Linked DNA regions of Mus musculus: regions 2 and 3 are each linked to region 1. Evidence: chromatin contacts called from public Hi-C and Micro-C data. All regions are on one chromosome and are shown on one strand. The core of a region is the stretch at or near the end of the contact, and the rest is flanking DNA. Distances in the headings are between cores, read along the strand shown.

Evidence for each region. A called contact is a pair of places that touch in the nucleus more often than the background predicts.
Region 2: a contact with region 1 is called in a Hi-C map of the G1E-ER4 cell line, with 5 times the contacts expected there. The contact joins two enhancer-like sites. A contact is called at or near these places in 10 of 39 promoter capture datasets (the C10 cell line, the HPC-7 cell line, cranial neural crest and 5 more), 1 of 15 datasets of contacts at CTCF or cohesin (pro-B cells), 7 of 484 Hi-C or Micro-C datasets (the G1E-ER4 cell line, the HPC-7 cell line, embryonic stem cells and 3 more), 4 of 115 datasets of contacts at active chromatin or transcription factors (the HPC-7 cell line, embryonic basal ganglia, fibro-adipogenic progenitors and 1 more) and 1 of 9 other capture datasets (embryonic stem cells).
Region 3: a Micro-C map of the G1E-ER4 cell line shows a contact between it and region 1, with 4 times the contacts expected there. The contact joins two enhancer-like sites. A contact is called at or near these places in 4 of 15 datasets of contacts at CTCF or cohesin (CD8 T cells, the NIH/3T3 cell line, large pre-B cells and 1 more), 6 of 484 Hi-C or Micro-C datasets (the G1E-ER4 cell line, bone marrow-derived dendritic cells and female germline stem cells) and 6 of 115 datasets of contacts at active chromatin or transcription factors (the HPC-7 cell line, craniofacial prominence, embryonic fibroblasts and 3 more).

The regions. Positions count from the first base shown.
Region 1 is chr1:38,588,495-38,591,910 of GRCm38.p6, forward strand. The region is part of intron 1 of Aff3 (AF4/FMR2 family, member 3); the gene reads right to left. Among named protein-coding and RNA genes, the nearest start is that of Aff3, 37 kb to the right of the region's middle. Within about 2 kb of position 1,582, at least 5 of the 459 cell types and tissues checked have an H3K27ac peak or open chromatin away from gene starts, as enhancers often do. A contact at or near this core is called in the G1E-ER4 cell line, where this site is marked.
Region 2 is chr1:38,383,185-38,386,600 of GRCm38.p6, forward strand. All of the region lies in intron 5 of Aff3 (AF4/FMR2 family, member 3), which reads right to left. Among named protein-coding and RNA genes, the nearest start is that of Gm16150, 170 kb to the left of the region's middle. Within about 2 kb of position 1,492, at least 16 of the 459 cell types and tissues checked have an H3K27ac peak or open chromatin away from gene starts, as enhancers often do. A contact at or near this core is called in the G1E-ER4 cell line, where this site is marked.
Region 3 is chr1:38,765,723-38,769,138 of GRCm38.p6, forward strand. No RefSeq gene overlaps it. Among named protein-coding and RNA genes, the nearest start is that of Lonrf2, 69 kb to the right of the region's middle. Within about 2 kb of position 1,714, at least 71 of the 459 cell types and tissues checked have an H3K27ac peak or open chromatin away from gene starts, as enhancers often do. A contact at or near this core is called in the G1E-ER4 cell line, where this site is marked.

The DNA.
Region 1 (3,416 bases), core at 332-2,831:
CTGCAGCCTTTCTTACCCTTCTACTATAGGGTCTTTTCTTATCCACCTACTATAGGGTATTTTCTTACCCACCTGCTATAGGGATTTTTTCTTATCCACCTACTATAGGGTATTTATATTCTCCCATTCAAAAACCTACTCTCAAAAGATATATTAGATTCTTTTAAAAACACAAAACTAGATACACATAGCCCCATTGGTGAGCAGCTTCCAAATGCATTATCTTCAAGTAACCTGGTCTCTGACATCATCTGTCTAAAATTAAGCATAAAAGAGTTTCCAGGAAGATTCCGTAGGTTCTGCAAGCATATCAGCAGACAGCTGCCATTATTATAAATCAGGGATTATATACAACAGTTAAGCCAGAAAAAGAAATGCAGGCAATTTCAGAGTGGGAGATTTCCCAAGAATCGTGTGTACGGTCAATGTTGCTAAGCAGTAGCTCACTCGTGGTGAAAGTAAAGCCTCCCTGCAGATATTTCTGGCATTGTGGCTCATGAGAACGGAGCAGGATTTCCACAGGACTATCTTAAAGGGAAAAATGGTGAGAGACGGAGGAATTATAATGATACTAACTTTGCTATTCCTTTTCAAGCTGAATCCTAAACCTTCCCTATGTCAAAATTTAAAATAGAATACATTATAGTGGGGAAGAAGATACCCCATTTTACACAAGACTTGGGCAAAAAGACACTGGACGTGGCCTGGGCTTGGTCTCCATGCCGTCCTGTTCTCTGCCATTTGAATAGAGGCCAAAATGACACTTGTAATCTTATTTTCCGTTTCTTAGATGTGTTTTATTAACTCTGGCTTTATGGCCATTAGATATTCTAATTGGCCCACTGCAGGCATATAGTGGCAAGATGTTGATTGCACTTTAATGTGCCTGTTACCATCTGCAGAGGGAAGAAGGTTCTGGCAGACCAGTAAAACCCCATTTACTTGTAGTGACTTCACTAGATCAACTGAGCAGAGCTTTGGAACACAGGACCTGCATCCCTAAAGAGGGAAAACAGCCTCTCTTTGATTTCAAAGTGCTTTGAAGAAACAAGATATCCTTTCTAGCCCTTCCAAACGAGAGCCAAACAACAGGGTCATTTCTGAAGCACCCTCTGCGCTTCAAAACTTTAACTTGTGATGTTTTCATTAACATTGTTACTCTTTGCACCTGCAGTAAGCACCCTACCCCCTACCCCGGGCTGGTGTTCCGGCTGGTGTTCTAAATGTGCGTTGTTCCCCGCCTCATGACCATGTAAGCTTTAAGATATGGGGCCTGTCTGATGGAGGCAGGTCCTGCAGAGACTCTCAAGGTCAAGCCATGAGTTAACTTTGTAACTCCCAGAAAATATAACTCACACAAGGTTTACAGTTCGCAGAAACCTGCTACCTGTCACCCATCATTTCCAGCTTCTCCCTTACTATGCCGCTGTGATCTGAACAGCCTGTGGCCCCATGGAACCCACCTGTTCCAACATGCCTTTTCGTCATCATGGTCTGAAACCCTTCGAAACTGTGAGCCAAAATTAAATTTCTACTGCCGTAAGTTTCTATCAGGAACTATGGTCTCAGAGATATGAAAGGAACTATTACATCGCATGCCACCCTAGCACATCTTCAAGGACAGGGGAAATACTGTCCAACATTGGTCTGTCACTGAAAAGAAAATAGGACAATTCCAGAACTCGGCAAAGGCTGGAGAGCTAAACGGAAGCTGGAAAGGTTCTCCCTGTCAACTCAAATTATACAGAGATGGTGAACCCACCCAACAAGACACCAGTTCTCTCTATAGCAGTCACCCCCTCCTTTCTTTTTTCTTTCTTTCTTTCTTTTTTTTTTTTTTTTTTCCCGAGACAGGGTTTCTCTGTATAGCCCTGGCTGTCCTAGAACTCACTCTGTAGACCAGGCTGGCCTCGAACTCAGAAACCCACCTGCCTCTGCCTCCCAAGTGCTGGCATTAAAGGTGTGCACCACCAAAGCACGGGTGATTCCCATTTTCCTAGCAAACATTAAAATGTAACTATTCACCCTCAGACAGTTTAAAAAGTGCTGTTCCAGAGGTTAGGCAGACACCCTACCCATACCTAGAGGGATAGACAACTCTGCTCCTTCCATCCAATCTACTGCCAGGGAAGGAGGGGAGAACAAGCCACAGAGGGTGTCTTATCTCCTTCCTCCCTGATAACAAAGGGACCAAGCAGACAAGCCTGAGTCTCACTGTGAGCCCATCCATGTGACCATCAGCCAGAAGCTAACCAAGAGTTGTTTCTGTGCATCTGTCTATGGCCCGAAAGGTCAGAATTATGTGCCAAATGCTCTTTAATGATTCTACCTTGTCTAAACTAACACACTGACACACACAAAAAAAAATGCCGACAAAAATCTAAATAGCACACCGCAGAAATGGAGTCTAAATTTCACTGAGAAACTGACAGCAGGAGCGTAATAATGGTAATTAATAATTCATAAGAGCATAATATTGCTTCCTGTAACACATTTCTCTGGATGTTGCAAGACTCTGGGTAACCACTGCTTTCCCCAGCCATATCCACAAAGCAGGTGAGGGTGTTTAACAGCTATTTTTCATGAGAGAACCTTGGACCAGAAATTTAAAACATTTGTCTAAGCTATCCATTTGGTGACAACGTCGAGACATGAATTGAGGTCTCCAAACTCTCTGCTAACTAAATAATAGCCCAGAAGAGACATACAAAAGGCAACACAAACAGAGTGCCAGCTGTTTACACTGCTTACAATAAATGTTTGTTCCAGGAAAGAGAGTTCAAACAGGATGGGAAATAGTTTAAACACAAGAGGCTGAAGGCCTCAATATAGGAGGAAAAGTATGTTTGCTTTTAATACAGTGGTGGAACTGCTCATGAACCACTAGTTCTTCTCCTGTCGAGGCCAGCCTTGCACTGCCCAGGGCTGCAAGGTCACGAGCTACATGGAACTGAGGCTGTGGATCACCGTGGCTCAGGTCCCTTCCGAGTGCCTGAGTTCCCGCTGCACTAAGTCATTGTGACTCTGATCTGAAATCTGGATGATCCTTTGGGGCAAACAAAATGCGTGGTACAGAAAAGCAACTCAGCGCTAGCTACGTAATGTAAAAACAAAACAAAAACAAATAAACAAACAAAAAATCCAAAGGATATTAACTGGGAATCCAGGGAAAGAATAAAACAAAAACCAAACAAACAAACCAAAACCATGAGAAAGAAACGGCCACAGTGCACGGGTCAGACAAGCTGGGGACAGGAGGGCTGGTAGCTATGTGTTGAGGCTCTGGGGAAATTTATGTTTGGAGGTGGGGGGGGGGGGGGGATTCATAAACACAACCTAGGAAGGAAATGCTTGAACAGGGAGAAGACTGGTTATTTCAAATAGCCGCAGGGCTGCCATGCAAAGGTCTGGACATC
Region 2 (3,416 bases), core at 242-2,741, 210 kb before region 1:
GTATCAGTGGTACAACCTATGGTGTTCTTTGCATCCACCAACCAATATTGATAAAATCTACCGTTTGCATATAAGTATACTGATGTTCTTGGTGAATAAAAACTAGTTCATTTGAATACTAGCTGTCCTCTTAGACATGCGCTAACAGGAGCTAGGGACGAGTATATGGGTTGTTAGCTGATCAGTTGGTTCTGGATGTGTGCTTATGTGTGGGGGAGTACACACGTGTGGCACATTATGTACATGTACATAATGGCCAGGGGACAACCTCAGGTGTCAGTCCATGGGTACCCTCCACTTATTTTTGGAAAGAGGGTCTCACACTGGCCTGGAACTCCATGAATACGCTAGCCAGTAAGCCCTGGGGGCCCCCTGCTTCCACCTCCCCTGAACTGGGATTATAAATCACACTGTTATGTTTAGCTTTTTAACATTGGTTCTAGAAATTACATTCAGGCCCTCATGATTGCACGGCACACACTTTGGTGGTTCAGGCCCCATTGGTTCTTGGTAAGTCTGATAAAATCCCAGCAGCTCTTTGGTTAGGACTGAATTAGCCATGCCTCTAATATCTCAACTGCTACAACATACCCAGTGTGCATGCCTTTTCTGAGATAGAGAACACTTATGTCCCTAAACAGACAATTGGCTTTTCGGACAGTCAACTTGGTTGGGAAGGTATCATATTAGATTTCCAAGCGCAAACTATACATTCTTTCCTTCTGAGGTCACAAATGAAGCTTTCTACAGACTGCAAGTCAACGTTAGGGGCTGTCTTAACACTGGTGAAGCCACCAAGCTCTCACCCACCTCCATTCTGCCCCATGATTAATGTCCTTAGTCATGCAGGGTCCTTTATCAGAGGACCAGGCACAGGCCCTATTTTTCTGACAAGCTGGTCATATCCTCCTGTGAGAAAGAGAGGTCACCTCACTCCTCTGTAAGTATGGAGCCCGTGTCCTGCAGCTCTGCCGGCTCAGTGTTGTGGAATGCTGCCCTTGCATGGTCCTGGGTGCTCCTTCCTCGAGAAGGACGTCCAGTCGAATACAAGGTGCTTGGTCTCACTGGTCCAGCACAGGTGCTGTGTATATCAGTGTCGTTGCAACCATAGGGTGGGAACCCTTCCCTTAACACCAAAACAGCTGACCCTGAGATGGAGGCTTACATTTCCACTCCCAGCTGACCATCACCTCTGCGCTAAGGCCAAAACACAGCATGTACTGGGGAGAAGCAAGCAGGCAAGACTGGAGAAGCACTTCAGAACAAAGAAACAGACGTCCTTGGAGCGTCAAGATCACCAGTGACAGGAAACGGATTCTAGAAAGCAGGTCAGATATAACTGATCCACCAGCAGGCCCAGTCTAGGGCTTGTATTGTACTTTAATGCTTGTTTGTTTTTATATCACATGGCAGATACTGGAACTCTGCTGCAGTGTAAAAAAAACAATAGGAGATGAGCAAGCAGCTGATAACGACTCGGGCGTGTGATCCAGTTACAAAAGCAAGCCGCCACCGCCACCCCCACCCCGGCTAACTGCAGAGCCTCAGTCAATACATCCAGGAAAGACCACAGAATCAATGACAAGGCTAATTTAACAGAATTAAGAAGTGGCGTTAGGGAAAAAAAAATTAAGGAAGTCCACATAACTGCAATTACCATATCCTTTTAATGTTGCTTAGCAACGATATATAAAAATGAGATATAATGTCGGGAACTTAGTTTCCCGGACAGAAACAGTGCCTGCCTCAGCAGGGCTGTAACTCACTTTTCTCCAACTGCAACTCCGTGGGTTGCTGTGGGTGGTGCTACTTCTGTAATACTTTCTCTTACACGGTCATGTGTTTGTGTTAGTGCATTAAAATGCCGGATTTGCTTAATGAGTGCCTGGTGATAATACAGCCACAGAATGAGAGGGCTCTTATTCCATTTGCTTCTGCAGATCACAGGTCCACTCCACAGGCAGGAAAAGTCAACAGGTAAGAAAGGATATAAATCTAAACTCCGAGAGACAACGGGGAAGGAAGGAAGGAAGGAAGGAAGGAAGGAAGGAAGGAAGGAAGGAAGGAAAGAAGGAAGGAAGGAAGGAAGGAAGAAGGCTTTTGTCTGTGTGTGTTTTGAAGGTGCATGGGAAATAGTGTTTCTTGAAGTGTTTTGTTGGTTTTGTTTTGTTTTAACATAAGAAAGATGTTTCTAGAAAGAAGACAGCCTTTGAGGCTCCAAGGCAGATCCCAGGACTTGGGAGGAAAGGTATGTTGGTAAGGAGGGAAAGAAACAGAAGAGGGTATTGGGGGAGATGCAGAGTGACAGGGGTGGGGGTTGTTAAAGTGTCCTGTTCTCGGTGATCTCAGGCAAGGTGGAAAAAGAAAGGCTTCTGTTTCTAACCAGCCTGAACCTCCAGGAAGCAAAAAGGGTTACAGGTGAAAGGAGTGTCACAGGCATGGTTCATGTCATCTTTCTCCATCTTCAATATCTTTCAACAGAACCAGAATAAACTCAAGGACATCACATAATCTATCCACAGACACTCAGCTAGCAAGCCATAAAGCTGAAAGTCAAAAGCCTGTCTGTCTTCAAGAAACTGAACACGGGAGGCAAAGGAGGCTACTCAAGATTGTTGCTGTTGTGTGTGGGAGTGGTCTGGAGTTGCCTTCATTTAAGGTGCAAGGAGCACAAGTGTGCATGTGCGTGTGCGTGTGCGTGTGTTGCTTCTTCTAAATGTGTAAGCAAATGAAACCCAAATCCTTGCCCAGTAAGCCCTGCTATATCTATGTGCACACTGGCCTTGCATGCCCCTGTGGCTTTTGTGAGCTACCTATTCACTGTTATGTGTGGTCATTAACTCCTTTAATATAGGGTTGTATATTCTATTTTAAGGCAGTTTCCTGCCAAATACAGCACTTTCTGGAGGAGTTCTCCAGTAACTTCTGATGGACAATGTGTGGGTAGGATAAAGGTCCCTTCATTTTATAAAAACCCTAGGGGATTAGTCTGCTACATGCTCAGTACCACATGGGCACTAGCATCTATAGTGGGGTATAGTAAGCATGCTCAGTACCACATGGATACTAGCATCTATAGTGGGGTATAGCGAGTGCTCAGTAAGCATGCTCAGTACCACATGGATACTAGCATCTATAGTGGGGTATAGCAAGTGTTCAGAAAGAATGCTCAGTACCACATGGATACTAGCACCTATAGTGGGATATAGCAAGTGTTCAGAAAGAATGCTCAGTACCACGTGGATACTAGCACCTATAGTGGGGTATAGCAAGTGCTCAGAAAGCATGCTCAGTACCACATGGGCACTAGCATCTATAGTGGGGTATAGTAAGCATGCTCAGTACCACATGGATACTAGCATCTAAAGTGGGATATAGCGAGTGCTCAGTAAGCATGCTCAGTACCACATGGATAC
Region 3 (3,416 bases), core at 464-2,963, 180 kb after region 1:
GACGCCACAGCAGCAGGATAGGGACTGTTATATCTAGCTGTACAAATGCCCAGTCAGCGAAAGGATGTTCCGTCCCATTTTATGAGTATCCAAACCTCCTTTTGAATATCCCAAGACTTGGGATATCTGTGTGGGAAATGGCTTCTCTCAACGCAAGCAAGGCCGTCACACACAGACTTGGAGTGGCTACTGGGCTATTGTTACAGTTTCTTGAGGTGCTGAGTTACATGTCAGTAGACTTCAGTCATTTTTCTAGAATGAGTTTGAAAGCAAACAAAATAAAATGGAGAGTCTATCAAAAGTGATTTTGAGTAATTGTATAAGACATAAATGTTATACCACTAGCACCAACAGAATCAAGCGCTTCTTTTTTCTTTCTTCCTTCCTTCCTTTCTTTCTTCCTTTCTTTCTTTCTTTCTTTCTTTCTTTCTTTCTTTCTTTCTTTCTTTCTTCCTTCCTTCCTTCCTTCCTTCCTTCCTTCCTTCCTTCCTTCCTTTTTCTCTTCCTTCCTTCCTTTCCTTTTTTCTTTTAATGAAGCTGCCAACTAAGTTGAAAATCCTTTTCATCCTAGCTGCTGCACAGGAGGATGAATGAGGTGAGCTGAGAGCCCCAGCCGCAGACACCACAGACCCAGCAGACACTTCCCAGTAGCAGCACTCCCTGGGGATGCTATTAGTGTCCTGGGTTCTTGTACAGCGAGGGAGACAGGAGAGACTGATTACTATTCAGATCAGCCTCCAGGCCAAGACTGTCTGGAGCTGGCATCTCAGGTAAGTAAAAGGCAGACACTGTGGGCTCAGCACACCCTACACATACACACACACACACACACACACACACACACACACACACACACACTCCGGAGTTGAAAAGGCACAGCTGCTTCTCCAGTGTGTGTGGCTGATTTCTGGGAAACGCCTCTGGCCAATCCCCTCACCAACAAAATAAAAACAACAAACAAACAAACAAACAAAGCCCCGAAGGATGCATATTTGCTGTTTTGCTCTCTCAGCATCCTTTCCACAGCTACCATTCATGACCCCACCTCTATCAAGAGGTCTTCAAGACCTTTCGCTTGTCTTCTGGGAGAGGGCCTCTTACACTGTGACACTGTCCACCCAACTCATCAGGAAAGAATGGACAGCGGCAGCAAGGTCGCTGGCTCTCAAGGGTCAACACAATCCATCAAGTCATTTAAAGTGAGTCCTTGTCTCATACAAAATCCCATTTCCTTGAGTATCAACCCAGCTTTATCTAAACCTCCATCTTCAAGCTGGCTTGTAGGGAGCAGAAGGGCCGTGGTCCATGGGAGTTCAGCCCCCCTCCCCTCGGGAATGTCGGTCTGTGTAAGACTAAACCGTGCTGTATAAATCTTGTCCAGGAAAAGAAAGGAACGGTTGTGGGAGTAGAGTTACCCCAGCTGCTGGGGCCCCATGCGCATGCGCACAGCCCTGGGAGATCAGAGGGGAGCCAGACCGATTGATTCCTGGCCCACAGCGCCCTGTGTGAAGCAAACCCTCCTCAGATTTCTAAGGTTTCCAGGAGGGCAGGTTGGATGGGAGCCTTGCAGTGCTGAGGAGACTGAAGGATGCATTCTACCATGTGGCTCCAAAGATAAGTTGGGGGCGGCAGACTGGATAACAAGCTAGACTCCCTTCTACTTCTGATAAGATAGAGGGCCTCTGTCTTTGAACGTGTTATTAATACTCTGCTCAGTTCTGTGGCCAGTGGGAGAGCGGTGAGCCCGTTCCTTTCATCAGGGTAGCTAGGGCCTCCCCAGGGCTATGGGAGGGAGGTTATAGACAGAGCCCTGGGCCCACGATACCATTCAACATCTGGCTTCTTTCTTGGGCTCTTGGGAGTTTGTGCCCCCCCCCCTCCAAGCCCCAGCTTAGCCTTGAGGCTTCTGCCACAAATGTCTCCCTTGCTATGTAACCAGGTTTAATAAAACATGGATATTGTATAATAAATACTGCATTTTCATGAATCTGCCCGTGAGATCAAGTGCTGTGCTAGAAAATATTATGAAATATGTATCACAATCTCTTACAGCCTCCTCCGAGCATTTTATATAAATCGCTACCTGTCAGAAGGGTTTGTGGAGAGAATCGGGGACTCCATGGAAGGCCCACAGCTTTTCTCTGTTGCTATGAGATATTAATATATTAGCATAACGTTTTTAAAAATGCAAATCCGCCCCTGGTATTCATACACTCTGAGTGGCACCCTAAGAAACACGCCTTCCATCCACTTGAGCAATCACCGCTCCTGGCCCCAGCCCCGCTCCCTGCAAGACCCCTTGCCAAGCAGCAGCCAAAATCTGCTCGACAGTGCCCTCTACTGGCGGGGAATAAGAACTTGCTTCCTCCGCTGCGAGGCTCCTCTTTTTTAAAAGGGTCAGGATCACTTTCTCTGCATCTTCTCTCTCCTTACCTCGCCTTGTCTTCAAGTGAAAGAACTTGTTCTTTAGACCTAGTTAAGGGTGTCACGGACCCTCCTCCTCACACACGCCCGTATGCATCCCCTCTACATGCCCCCTTTTTGCTTTCTTGTGACTCGCTTGAGTTTTTCTGGGAAAACTCTTACCCATTTTCCAGCCTTTTCCCTTCCATTTAGAAGCCAAATACCAACAACAAACCCCAGGATTTTTTTTTTAATGCAAATTTTGTGTTGGTGATGTGAGAGTGCGCAGAGCATGTGCCTGTCTTTTGCCGCGGAGGGAAAAGCAGCATTGCTTCGGTGCCCTCCATATCTGAAGCTCTGGAAAGTTCCTAAAGAAGGTTTTTTTTCCTCCTCATTCTGCTTCTGAAGTGAAACCAACCCACAGCATTGGATGGAGATGCACTTTTGAATATACTGCTGTACTCAACCCGATTATTTTTCTGCTGACCTCCATAACAAAACCTGCTTTGCTGACGCTCTGGCCTAACTCACTGAGAACAGGGCATCCAGCTGTTTGCTAACTGTTCTAAAATGTTGCAAGTTACAATGTATTCCTGGTGTTCTGTCCACATGTGGCAAATTGTGATCTGAGTACTACCCAGTTCTCTGCTGAGGCCCACAGGTTTAGGGCCTCTCTGTGAACCCCCTGAGTTCTTCCTGGCTTTACTCCTAAGCCAGGACCTGACACAGAAGCCTGGTCTTTGCTCGGTGAAACCAGCATTGTGTTGAGTGTGAACCAACTGTGTTGCCCACATCACGGCTCCCTCAAACCTTTCTGTCTGGATGTTGAGTATGGATAGTCCATGAGAGCTGTCTCACAGATTTTCATCTTCATGTGCATGACAATCACACCCTGAGACTAGCAGGGGACTCAGTGAGCCGTCTCCCATTCTCAGGTGAAGGGTTCCAAAGTTCCATTCCAGACAATTCTACTAGAATCCAAGGAGTACTTCAGATTACCTGGTGATGAAGCC